Linked DNA regions of Mus musculus: region 1 is linked to region 2. Evidence: chromatin contacts called from public promoter capture Hi-C data. All regions are on one chromosome and are shown on one strand. The core of a region is the stretch at or near the end of the contact, and the rest is flanking DNA. Distances in the headings are between cores, read along the strand shown. Region 1 holds the start of Phpt1 (phosphohistidine phosphatase 1). Region 2 holds the start of Ssna1 (SS nuclear autoantigen 1).

Region 1 (6,154 bases), core at 3,532-6,031, 300 kb after region 2:
TGGGTTAGGGGTCATGGGTCTGCCTTTTATACTACCACTCCCTGACACGCCCACCGGCCCAGCTCACCACACTGAGTTTCGTCTGAACAGTCTCCACAGTCACACACAAAGTTGCATACAGCTTTGATGGGGCTTCTGCAGTGGTTGGGGAGCCAGGTCTTGCCTAGCGACTGTGCAGCTGGCAGGGTAACTGTGGGGCCAGGTAAGCAGAGGGCAAGGTGATTACCTATTTGTGTACATATATGTGTAGTGCAACAGGCGTTAAGGTCAGAGGACAGCTGAGGTGGGAATCTTTTATTTCCTTCCACCATGTGGAACCTAGGGACTGAATAAATGCCATCACGCTTTGCAACAAATGCCTTTACCTTTTGAGCCATCTTGCCAGCCCTGATTGGCTATTTTGAACAGTATGAATTCTACATCCAGAGAAACCTCAGACCTGAACAGGCCAGGATACTTGTCAACTGACTTTGGAGTTCAGCCCTATAAGGTTATATAGAGAGGAACCTGACATATACCAAGAACCGCCACAGGGGATCTACACTGAAAGTCAACAGAATGCCTTCCCACCTCCCTAGCCCCTGCATGCCAGGGACAGGAAAAAGGGTCGTAAGAAGGAGCCACATGACCAGGAACTAGAAGGTAACCAGTAGGGTCGTCCCCACCCCCCACCCCCCAAGCAGACACATAGAGCCAGGCACATGCCTTTAATCTCAGCACTTGGGAGGTAGAGGCAGGCAGTTCTCTAAGTTTGAGTCCAGCCTGGTCTACAGAGCTAGTTCCGGGACATCGAGGACTACACAGAGAAATCCTACCTTGGAAAATCAGAAAAGAAAAAGAAAAGGGGAAAAAAAGAAAAAAGGACGACACACTGATGGATAGATGACCAAGGGACTTGTACAAGTTCTACAATGGGAGCAGCAGGCAACGGCTCAGAGAGCCAGGGAGATGGTCACTTATGATATCCTGTGGCCTCTCCTCTAGGACAGGGAGATAAGATTTAGGTGGGCAATCTGCAGCCCTGTTGGCTTGTCCTGCATGTCCCCATCACACCAACTAGCATCAGGCAACGGTTTACTCACCCATAAACAGGACCCAGGTTGAAAGAAGGTGGCTAGGCAGGCACATGGCCAGGCTAGAGGAGGTCCCAGTTCAAGTGAGGCTGTGCAGTCTAGAGGAGACTTCTCAGTTATCAGTCCACCGTGGCCTCACAGGCTGACTTAGCTCTCACTGGGAAGGGCTCAGCTCCTTTATACTTGCAGCCCCTTGGCTGGGTCCCCATCCGATGATGACAGGCCAAGCATCTAGCTGTAAAAGTATTCCTAGAGGGGGCCTCTACTTGGCTCTTTCTGACCAAAGGTCGGCTCTTGGACATCCTGTGTGTCTACCCAGCCCTGCCTTACCCTTCCCACTGAAAGTTTCTATTGGAGCTTGGAAAGGCAGGGGACCCCACTCGCAAGGCTCTAAGATTCTCTTGGGGCCTACAGCCTACCCTGGTGCAGGTCAAGGACATCTGGGCAGTCTGCTCAGTGGCTACACATGGCCATCCAGCACATGGTCCAGAGCTTCCTCTGCTCTGTGCTTAGGGGGACCAGATCAGGACAAACCCAGTACCAGCAGCCTGCCGCTGTGGACCAGTACAAGTCCCATGTTGGGGTGTGGTGTCTTCTCTTTCACAGCACCTATAACTCAAGCTGTGCCACTCTGCCAACTGTTCTGATTGTGTGTGTGTGTGTGTGTGTGTGTGTGTGTGTGTGTGTGTGTGTACTGACACAGGGTCTCACTTAGACCAGGCTGGCCTGAACTTGCTACGTAGCTGGGAATAATTTCCTTCTGCTTCCACCTCCCAAGTGCTGGGATCATAGGTGCACTAGTTTATATGGTACTCTAGGTTGAACATGGGGATTTCCTGTTCCTGGTCAAGCTCTAACAGCCGAGCTCCATCTTTAGTCTCCTATTCATCTTTAAAAACTGCCCTGAGTGGCCAAGTGTGTGGTGCATACCTTTTATCCCAGCACTCAGGAGGCAGAGGCAGGGCAATTTCTGTGAGTCTGAGGCCAGCCTGGTTTATAAAGAGAGTTCAGGGACACAGAGAAACCCTGTCTCAAAGCAAAACAAAACAAAACAAAAAAAACGAACAAGGGGCTGGAGAGATGCCTCAGCAGTTAACAGCACTGACTGCTCTTCCAGAGGTCCTGAGTTCAAATCTCAGCAACCACATGGTGACTCACAGCTGTCTGTAATGGGATCTGATGTCTGTAGACAGCTACAGTGTACTCATATGCATTAAATAAACAAATCTTCAGAGAAACCCTGTCTCCAAAAAAAAAAAAAAAAAAAAAAGGAGGAATCTTTTAAAAAAATGAAGCAAAACAAAAACTGTTCTGAGATATCATGTGCTGTGTGGTTGGTGATTGGAAAAAGTCTTGATGAGCCCACAAACTCATTCTCCCATGAAAAGGCCCACAGCTGAGGCAAGAGGAATGTCAGAGTTATGAAGATCTTGTCACATGGAACTAGAATCTGCCTATGACTGACTGACTGAGACCTTGGGGCTTGTCTCGCCTTAGGTCAGCCCCCTAGCCTATACAGGGTATCTCAGCTGCCCCCTAGCCTATACAGGGTATCTCAGCTGCCCCCTAGCCTATACAGGGTATCTCAGCTGCCTCCTAGCCTATACAGGGTATCTCTCTCAGTAGTGTCTGTGTGCCGTCTACAGAGCTGACGAAGGCTGGCTCAAGTCTGGTGAGGGAGGCCCCAGCCCTGGCTCTCCCTAGGACTCACTATAATGGCACAAGGTGTGTGAGACTTTTTAGAGCAGGGGTTAAGCTGGTGCCTACCCACTGTCCTGTATGGTGAAGTGGGGTTAGTGCAGAGAATTAGAGTGTAAATGGTCCTGGGACTAAGATCCATCTAAGTTAAAGTCCCAAGTGAAGGAGACACAAGCATGACTGTTCCTGCGATCACTCAGGGATATCAGGCTTGGCCTGAGAACAGATGAAAAATGTAGCCTGCCAGCTGGCGGGACAATGGCTGCCAGGACCCTTTCCTGGTGGGACTCCTGGATGAACTACAGGAAGGGGGCACTTGTGGGCACCCCAGGCCTTAGGTGGCCAGGAACTGACTTCTTGTGCAAGGCCTGTGGGGCCCCCTCCCAGATGTCCTTGGGGATAGCAGCTTCATGGAGGAACAATCAAGCCATAAATGGCTGCAATGCAGGGGCCCCCTTATCTGCACCTAGGGGGCTGAGTGTGCACCAGTAGTTCCCAGGGCCCCTGAAGCTGAGCAGGTCTGTCCGGTGCAATCCAAAGGTAAAGAAGGCAAGACACAAGTCAGGGACTAGTAGGCATATCAATGCTTTTAATTCCTATGGACCAGATTGGTCTGGCCTCTAAGGCCTGGCAGGTGCTATGCTGCCTAAGGTACAAAAGGAAAGCACAGGGCCAGCCCCTCAAAACAGAACACAGCAAGAGCAGAGACCTGACTTAGTCCGGGGGGTGGGGGGTGGGGCAGAGCTTCAGTAGCCATCGTCAGCCCAGGTGACCTCATAGTCAGGATACTTGGCTTTGATCTTCTCAGTTGAAACAGAGTGCTGGGCACGACCGTAACCCTAGAGAAAGGATGACCGCCAGTTTGCTAGTTTTTTGCTTTGGGAGCCCACCCAGAAGCCGCAGCAATAGCAGCCCTGGGGAAAGTTAGCAGATCCTACCATCCTAATCATACTGGGATCATGATGAGGACTGAAGAGCTCTTCAGGTGATGCCTGAGGGTCTAAGGTGGACTTTATGAAAAAGGATCAACATAGAACTGTGAATTTGACCCCAGTACTGGTGGCTCCAAGGGCCCCTAGAGAGTCAGGACACAGACCCATCAGGATCTGGAGCAAGTCGGGGATGTAGCCCAAGGTGTCATTTGGAAAACGTGGGGAAAGGAAAACCCATTCAGCCCTTAAGTAAGGGTTCTGTAGCTCCAACTTTCAGAGTCCCAAAGGTGGCCTGAATGGTGGTGTGAGGGGTGGGGTGGGGTGGGGTGGGGGTGGGGTCAGGCTCACAAAGGTGAGCTTTGCAGTCTGGCTGAGACCTGGGGACTGGAGCTCACCATAGAGTAGCCATACACGTGTATCTTCCTGTCCTGGCTCTGATGGGAGATGCGCCCGCCGCCTAGGCACTCACAGTCATAGCCATTCCTTTGCAGCTCGCCTGACACTTTGTCATAGATGTCCGCTGGGGTGGGGAGAGTGGCCTCAGGATATGCCCTAGCCGCCCTTGTTGGCCCCACACTGAACTCTAGGGCTGGATATGGGGTCAGAAGCTCCAGCTCTTGGTGGTCTTTTTCCCAGAGAAGATGAGCCCTTCCCCCGCTGGCAAAAAGATGAACGGGAGGAAGAAGACACTTTCGAAGTGAGAGACGGGATTAAGAAGATCCCAGTCATGGCACTCCTTTCTGCCCAAATCCCGACGTTTCTAGGTCAGCCTAGCTATGTGTTAGTACAAGTCATGATATATTAGCAGTCACTACTCCGCTACCAGCAACTGTAAGGCCCCGCCCCTAACCTTCGTCCCGCCTCCAAGGGCACAGAGGCCCCGCCCTCACCGTGGTACTCAGCCCATTTGTAGCCACGCACGATTTCCTTGCACTCCTTCGCCGGATCCCCAGAAGGCTCTGCTAAGTGGACTCGAATCAGCACATACTTGAAGACGCCATCCGAATCAATGTCTACATCAGGAATCTGACCGAGGTCCGCCGCCATGTTCCCCGAAGCGCTCGATCTCTGGGCCCCACAGCCCCTTACCAAACCCGACCCAGGCCTATGCGTAGGGAGGCGGGCCCTTTGGCAGCCACGGCCAATCCCGTGAGGGAATGCTTACCTAGCCCAGAGCCTCAGCCAGTTGTACCTCCAATCTGAGGCACGGACTGGCCAATTGCAACCCAGTTCTTTGCAGCTTTGGGATCGGGCTCATGAGTCCCAGTTAAAGGAGCCGAGGCATAGGTTAACCCGTGGTGCTGTAAATCAACCCGCTGCAGGGCAGCAAAAGGATGCAAGGACGCACTCCGGTTCCACTCCTGGGTCCTAAGGCTTCAATCCGTAAACCATAAATCCGAAGTCCTCTCTTCCCCAACACCTGTAAACCGGAGGATCTCTCTCCGGTCTCTCCAAATTCAAGTACTCCCCTGCATACTCCACTTCACACCCTCGGGCCTCCCCTTCCACAATACTCCGGTTGCGGGTTGTTAAGCTCCTACTCCCGGAAGCTTTGACGCAATGCTCCCCCCCCCCCCCCCCCCCCCGGCCACGACGACGACCACCACCACCACCACTACCGAGTTATTAGCAGCAGCTACATTCAAGTTCTATTTTACTTGGTTCGAAAGCACTTGCCCTTCTCGTCAGAGGCGTTCTTGCCAGTCTGCCGCAGGAGGGACTGTGGAGCCCCTGGGGAGGGCGGCAGGCGGCGGGGCAGCAAGTGTTGCAAGAGCGGCATCCGGGCATGTGCTAAGACAGGGGCCAAGGAGAGAGAGCTGGAGTGTCCCGGGGACATCCAGTCGAGGGTAGCTGGCGCGTGTGCACACCCTCGTGCATAGGTGTGTGTCCCAGGTTCTTGCAATTGAACTTTCAGAGCTCCTAAGGGCTTGGGGCTTCTTCTTCTCCCAAGATTCTTGGAGAATCTGGTCGCAAGCCCTCTCTGGGTCACACCCTCCACAAAGTCCTGGGCTCAGATCCAGGTACGGGGTCAGGCAAGGGGCTTAGGGAAGCCTAGACCTCTCCACAACACGTCAGGCTTTGGCTTCTCTCTCAGCTTGGAGTGCAGCCAGGGCACTTTTGCACACAGGATTGGATTCGGGGCAGGCCTCGGCACCGACTCCTTAACCGTACCCACACTTGGTGGCTCACTACTAAGCACCTTTCCTAGTCCAGTTCCTAATTAGGGACAGCCCTGTTCCTTACTCATTCCCAAGTCATTCCGTGGTAGGAGCTGCTCTCAGTAGGGTTGTCTGCTAATTCGTCAGCACACGCTTCCCACCTCTCCATCTTCTCTGGAAGGCAGATTTTTAAGGCCATCTTGTTGGGTAGGTGTTGGGAGCTCAAATCCTTACCCAGATCTTAACTCTGGTTGGGTCGCCGCCCACACTGCTTCCCCTGCTCAGGCTTCCA
Region 2 (6,173 bases), core at 3,577-6,076:
CTAGGGATCACTTTGCTATAGAAGGCTCAGGTATGTTGGGCCCTATACTATCCTGTGCTCCTCCTAGGGAACTTATCTCAGAAGGCTAGGTGACATCATCTCTCAGCTTCCACCTAACGACTCTAATGGGATCTAGTCTTCAAGGACAAGATAAGCCTTGAGGTCAAAGCAGGGTGCAACCAATATGCCTTCCTATGACAGGAGTGAACATCTCTGTTTTGCCTGACCTGGGGTGTTTCCCCATTTGCCTGTTAATGTGTGCAGATGGCCAAAGTAGGGAAGGCCTGGGAGAATAGACGTCTCTGAGCAGGTTGAAAAGCGAGGAGCTCCAATTCCTGGGGTTCCCCCCCCCCGGGGTGGGGCAGATACCTGGGGCAGGGTATCTTTCAGTGGGCAGAGGGCTCAGGGGTATTGATAGTCATGTGGGCAAGTGGCCATTGATTGAGAGGGAAAGCAAGCAGGATGTTGGTTCAGAGACTAGGCTTCCTGCTTTTGTGGGTCCTTGGTCCATTCTGTGGCATGTGCCAGGGTCATTTGCTGCCTCAGGACAGGCTCAACCCTCCTGCCAGGCTAGTCTTCCATCCTGTTGGGCCTCTGGCTCCTTCCAGGAGAAGAGGGGGAACCTGAGCTGGCTGTTGGTGTCCTGTGCCTAGGAGTTTAATATTTCGAGCCCAGCAAGACTGCCCCATCTGCTGCAGGCAAGTGCTCATGTTCATTACCAACCCACTAGGCTGAGCTCAGCTGAGAGGACCAGCGAACCTCAGCAGTCATTGATTGTGGAGGTGGAGCTCCCAGCCCAGGTAGCAGACAGGAAGATCATGACAGAGGGTTGCCCACAGCTTTCTGGCCCTTAAAACCAGGCCACTAGGAGAAAAGGGAGAATTTGATTATGAAATTCCAGAGCCAGTGAGTGAGGCACACAGTAGGGTAGGAGTTGAGAATCACTGATGCTATTACCCTAGACTCTGAATAAAAAGTGGGACTCCCCAGTAGCCCAAAAAATAGGTGGTACTTAGCACCAACAGCCCAACTGATGGGTGTTAGCCTCTTAAGCGGGCCTCTGACAGTGATGGTTGGTGCTAGGATTCTTCCCAGAACATGAAATTAGCTTTAAGAGCAGCTACAGGTATAGGGTGGGATAGGTGGATCCTATAACTCTTGGTAGAAGTCTTCTCTCCCTGTTTAGCACCTCTGCCTAACTGGGTGGTAGGGCCCCTGCTGACATGGCTCTTACTCCTAGATGAAGATCTCCTTCAATGACAAGAGCCTGCATACAACATTTGAGTACCCTTCTGAGAGCTCTCTGGCACAGGAAGAGGCGGAGGAGGAGGAGGAGGAGGAAGGAGAGGAAGATGGTGAAGAGGAGGAAGTGGGGCCTGACTCAGAGAAACCCTTCACAGTTTTCTTGCCCCGGGCCACATTTGTAAGCAGTGTGGGACCTGAGAGCAGCTCAGGTAATCGCAGCCGTTGGACTGGGCAGCCTGGGAGTGGGATGTGGACCACACTTGCAGGTATCCATGCCTGTTGTCTTCCGTTCACAGGTCTGTCCAGCTACACTCCAAAGCATTCCATGGCCTTCAGCAAGTGGCAGGAACAGACACTGGTGCAGACTCCAACTGATGTGGAGCTCCCACCGAAGGAGGTCATGGTAAGCCAGGTGGAGGGTGCTGGGTGAACACCCAGATCACCAAAGGAGGCTGACTGGCTTGGGGAATGGTTGAAGCCTGGATAAGCCTTAGTGGTATATTCTATTCTTTCTCTCAGCTCACACCTGCCAGTCAGAACGACCTCTCGGACTTCCGCAGCGAGCCAGCCCTCTATTTCTGACCCCTGCAACTGTCAGGATGGCCAAGACTTAGCCCCAGGTGTGGTGGTCCTGGAAGCCAGTCAATACCCAGGAGCCCTGACTGTATTCTGTGCCCCTCTACCTGGCTCTCCCTGCCTTCTCTCTCTGTTACCTCCTTTTGCCTTTAGGGCCAGATCTGAATCTCACACCAAGGATGAACAGGTGGGAACTGCCTGTGGGACAGGCTGACATCTGTCCATACTGTCTCATCTGTGATGAGGTGGAGGCCTGAGCAGATCTTGTCCCAGAGTGCTGTCGGAAATTTCAGCTCCTACCTTTTGAGGAGTGGCCACTGCGAGGAGTGAGAGGCTACCCTAGTTATTTGTTCTTTGCCGAAATCCAAGCTCCTGCCCTCAGCGAACTCAGCTACTTTTCATGAAAGATGGCAGGGTGTTTTTTCTTTTTTTTCTCCCCTGATATTGGATTCAATAAACAGCACTGTAACAAGGCTGCTTTTGCCTTCTTTACACAGCTCTCAGTCTGAGAACAAGGTCCTAACTTGGCACCTGTGTGCAAAAAAAGCAAAAGGGCCCCAGCCTGGTACTGTCACACTTTGAGCTTGCTGGTCTGGCTCTGGCTTTTGTTCTCTTCCCACTGCAAGTCTACTACTCTCTCTCCCAGAGCTAGTACTGTGGGAAGTGGACCTAACCTCTGGGCTCTGCAACTCCCATGACTCAGGGGTCTAGATGCCAGAAGGGAGGAAGGTTAGTGTTATAATTGACAGGATTCAGCACAGGGCTAGGAGCCTAGTAAAGTAGCTAGTCGTGTATCACACAGGAATGGGGCTAAATGGAACTTTGGAGATCTTTTCTCATGTTTGATTTGGATACCTCCCGATGTATAAGCCTGTAACAAGGCTATAGCAACAGAGATTCCCAAAAGGCTAGGGGAATGCAGAGCTGCCTGCTTGGAAACTGTTCGCAGAGGCCTTGGCAGCCAGTGTAGGCCATCTGCAGGCACCGAATGTGTCTTCTTTTCCTGTCACTGCTTGACTAGAGCTAAGGAGAATGTTGAAGTAGGTTTCTCTCAGAGAGTAAAAGCCCAGCTTTATAGGTACTTTTTTTGTTGTTTAAGAAAGGGTTTCATACTATGTCCCAGTCTGGTTTACAGTTTACTATGCAGACATGAATGGCCTTGATTTTAAGGCGATCCTTCTTCCTCAACGAAGGATGACAGGTGTAAACTACCACAGCTGTTTTCTGGATCTTTTTGGTCACCAAATACTTCCAAACTTTCCCCAGAAGCTGTGACAAAGGGCTGGGTCATAGGGCACATGGAAATAGTAAGTAAGCAACACATGTGGTTGGAAGATGGGTCCTAACAGCAGCAGCAGCAGATTGGACCAAACAGAACTTACTGTCCCTGTCTCTATCTCTGAGCCAGGTTCTGTATTGAGCACCATCGTAGAGCAAAGCCCCTCACAGAAAAGTGGTTTGTGTTCTGGACTTGGGGAAAACACCAGCACCTTTGCAAAGAGAGTTAAGGGCTAGGGCTGACCTGTGTGAGGTGAGTACTTTCAGCATTTTGTGTTTTGAAGATAAGAAAGGGAAAAACTGCAGGTCTTCTTACCAACAGGATATATGGTAGCTAGCAGACACAGATCTTGCAAAACAACCTTTATTGAAACACCAGAGGCCATGGGGATGGGCCCTAAGGTTTTGGTTCTGGAGTCAAGATTCTTTCTTCAACATGTCTGGCCTGGGGCCCTAGTGGCTGGGGAGACAAAGTGAGGGGCTCCCACAGTACTCAGACCAGGACCAGGACATTCCTGGTAGCCCAAAGGGATTCAGGAGCTTCAGAGAGAGGCCCCTCATGGAGCTGCTCAGGGTCCCCACAGCACATGTGAGTACGGAGCTGGGAACACCTCTTCCATTGGACTGTCCTAGGGCTTTTCTTGTCTAGGCAGGTGGAGGTCAGAAATTGCCCCTCTGGGCACCAGAGATAAAAGACATCTGAGGCCACGAAGAACAAAGATGCTTTAGGACAGACATGTTGAGGACTAAGCAGCCATAGGCCACGGCTGAAACAGGCACTCGTCAGCTGTCCTTGCCTCCACTACTCTTCTGGTCTGAAGCTGTGGCTTTAGTCAGGTTCCCAGCTTCTCTTTTGAGTACACTAAGCAGAGTCTGAGAGCTCTCCAGGATCTGGGGCCAGAGAAATAAAAGGATGTTATTTCTCTGGTAGGAAGGTCCCATTGCCTCAGGCTCTAATAATGGAGGATGGAAATCTCAATTTGGTCATCTGTGCTGTAGCCAACTGGTTATGGAGTAAAACCATCCTCCCTTCTGCACCTGTCCCAGAGCTCTTCCACCCTGCAAAGCCAGGCTGGGTTAATTCAGGCCCACACCGTGTACTCTGTCCAATACACCAATGCTCACTTTTGGAACCCACAGACAGCCCACTGTTCCACCTACAGCCTCTGAACCACAATGGGCCCTACCTAGCCTCAGATGGTAGTAAGGCACTCACAACAGACATCTGAGAGCCCCACCTTGAGGTAGGCGGCCTCGGTTTCTGCGATGGTCCGGTCAAACTCGTTGCGAGAGGCGATCTTGCGCGCCAGGTTCTCGTTGACGCGGGCCAACTTCTCCGTGAGCTGCCTCACCTCATTCTGTAGCCGCTGCTTTTCGTCCTCCTCTTGCTGGATCTGCCGGCACAGCTCCTCTCGCTTCTGACACAACTCCTCGATGCCTAGGGTGGGTGGGAAGACAGAGCTGTGGGTGGGGACTCGTGAGCTTCCGACCCCAACCAGCAATGACAGAGGGGCAGGCCGCAGAGCGGGGCTCGTGAGGCATGTCCACGCAGCCTCCCGAGTGGGTCGGCCGGCCCCGGCCCGCGGCCTTCAGTGCCCGACGCTCACACTTGACCAACTCGTTGTTGTAGTTCTGCAGCGCCGCGCCCTGTTGGGTCATGGTCTGCACCGCGTCCGGAAGCCTCAACCGCCGCCTGCACAGCTAAGTCCGCACCTGCGCACTGCCCACAAAGCGCGCGGGCTGGTGAACGTCACGGCTGCGCCACAGGTCCGCGCTTGCGTCATCACCGTGCGCTCTACTGGGCGGGTCTGTTTTGTGGACAGTGATGGAGGCCGAGGGTGTGGCGGTGGCGGCGGCGGCGGCGGCGGCGGCGGCGGCGGCGACAATTATTGCCTCCGATGACTGCGACTCTAGGCCTGGACAGGAGCTCTTGGTTGCCTGGAATACTGTGAGCACCGGTCTGGTGCCGCCGGCCGCGCTGGGGCTGGTGAGGCCGGGGAAAGGTTGTCGGGCCTGTGCAGATTTCCCGCGACTTTGCATACTTTAGGGGGTCCACCCTTGGGGCCTCACAGCTCCGTGGCCTGCCTGTAGTGGGCTTGCCTCCTTCCTCAGCTACCTGATTTGTTTGGTTCCCTGGCAGCTCTTCGGTTGCTGGGTTTTTCCATGCCCCTCCTCTCCCTTTACCCCTATTCCGCCCCTCTGCTCACGGTTTTCCGTGCTCCAGGCGTCTTCCCGGACCAGCGGTGCAGTCCCACCAAAGGAGGAAGAGCTTCGTGCAGCGGTGGAGGTTCTGAGGGGACACGGTCTGCACTCTGTCCTGGAGGAGTGGTTCGTGGAAGTGCTGCAGAACGACCTTCAAGGCAATATTGCCACGGAGTTCTGGAATGCCATCGCTCTGCGAGAAAACTCTGTCGATGAGCCCCAGTGCCTTGGGCTGCTCCTGGATGCGTTCGGTCTGCTGGAAAGCCGCTTGGATCCCTATCTGCATAGCCTAGAACTCCTAGAGAAATGGACTCGTCTGGGCTTGCTGATGGGCGCTGGAGCTCAGGGGCTTCGGGAGAAAGTTCACACTATGTTGCGGGGAGTCCTGTTTTTTTCCACCCCTAGGACATTCCAGGAGATGGTCCAGCGCCTCTATGGTCGTTTCTTGAGAGTCTATATGCAGAGCAAGAGAAAAGGAGAAGGGGGCACAGACCCGGAACTAGAGGGTGAGCTAGATAGCCGGTATGCCCGCCGCAGGTACTACCGACTTTTGCAGAGTCCTCTGTGCGCAGGATGTGGCAGTGACAAGCAGCAGTGCTGGTGCCGGCAGGCACTGGAGCAGTTCAACCAGCTGAGCCAGGTCCTGTGAGTACTGCTTCCTAACCATGCTGCGGTTTCTCTGCAAGCTTCATTAGTCCTGAATTCAAAAGACCTCTCAATAGAGCTTATAGACTAACTGGCGATGTCTTTTTTGCCCATACTTGTAACCAGGGATTATTGTTCATCACGTTTATACTGTCCTGGACATAGGCATAGGGTGTGTGTGCAGTATCTTTATGGGGAGAGCCCTCCTAGGTAAGGGACAGATGTGT

Evidence for each region. Promoter capture Hi-C pulls out the DNA fragments that hold promoters and counts their contacts.
Region 1: a promoter capture Hi-C map of embryonic stem cells shows a contact between it and region 2. The contact joins the promoter of Phpt1 here to the promoter of Ssna1 in region 2. A contact is called at or near these places in 7 of 39 promoter capture datasets (the HPC-7 cell line, embryonic stem cells, hippocampal neurons and 3 more), 3 of 484 Hi-C or Micro-C datasets (CD4 T cells and embryonic stem cells), 4 of 115 datasets of contacts at active chromatin or transcription factors (craniofacial prominence, embryonic stem cells and regulatory T cells) and 3 of 9 other capture datasets (adipose tissue, liver and pancreatic islet).

Annotation. Positions count from the first base shown.
Region 1 is chr2:25,570,090-25,576,243 of GRCm38.p6, forward strand. Phpt1 (phosphohistidine phosphatase 1) reads right to left here and starts at 4,782. Exons shown (of 3, transcript NM_029293.2): 1 at 4,594-4,782; 2 at 4,099-4,223; 3 at 3,342-3,610. The coding sequence starts at 4,750. The coding sequence ends at 3,518. Ajm1 (apical junction component 1) reads right to left here. Exons shown (of 1, transcript NM_001005424.2): 1 at 5,327-6,154. It overlaps Mamdc4 (MAM domain containing 4), which reads right to left and starts at 1,227. Exons shown (of 29, transcript NM_001081199.1): 1 at 1,083-1,227; 2 at 68-190. The coding sequence starts at 1,128.
Region 2 is chr2:25,267,592-25,273,764 of GRCm38.p6, forward strand. Ssna1 (SS nuclear autoantigen 1) reads right to left here and starts at 4,827. Exons shown (of 3, transcript NM_023464.2): 1 at 4,707-4,827; 2 at 4,338-4,537; 3 at 3,448-3,990. The coding sequence starts at 4,758. The coding sequence ends at 3,883. Anapc2 (anaphase promoting complex subunit 2) reads left to right here and starts at 4,875. Exons shown (of 13, transcript NM_175300.4): 1 at 4,875-5,086; 2 at 5,324-5,946. The coding sequence starts at 4,925. Tprn (taperin) reads left to right here. Exons shown (of 4, transcript NM_175286.4): 2 at 1,241-1,454; 3 at 1,542-1,648; 4 at 1,765-2,295. The coding sequence ends at 1,827.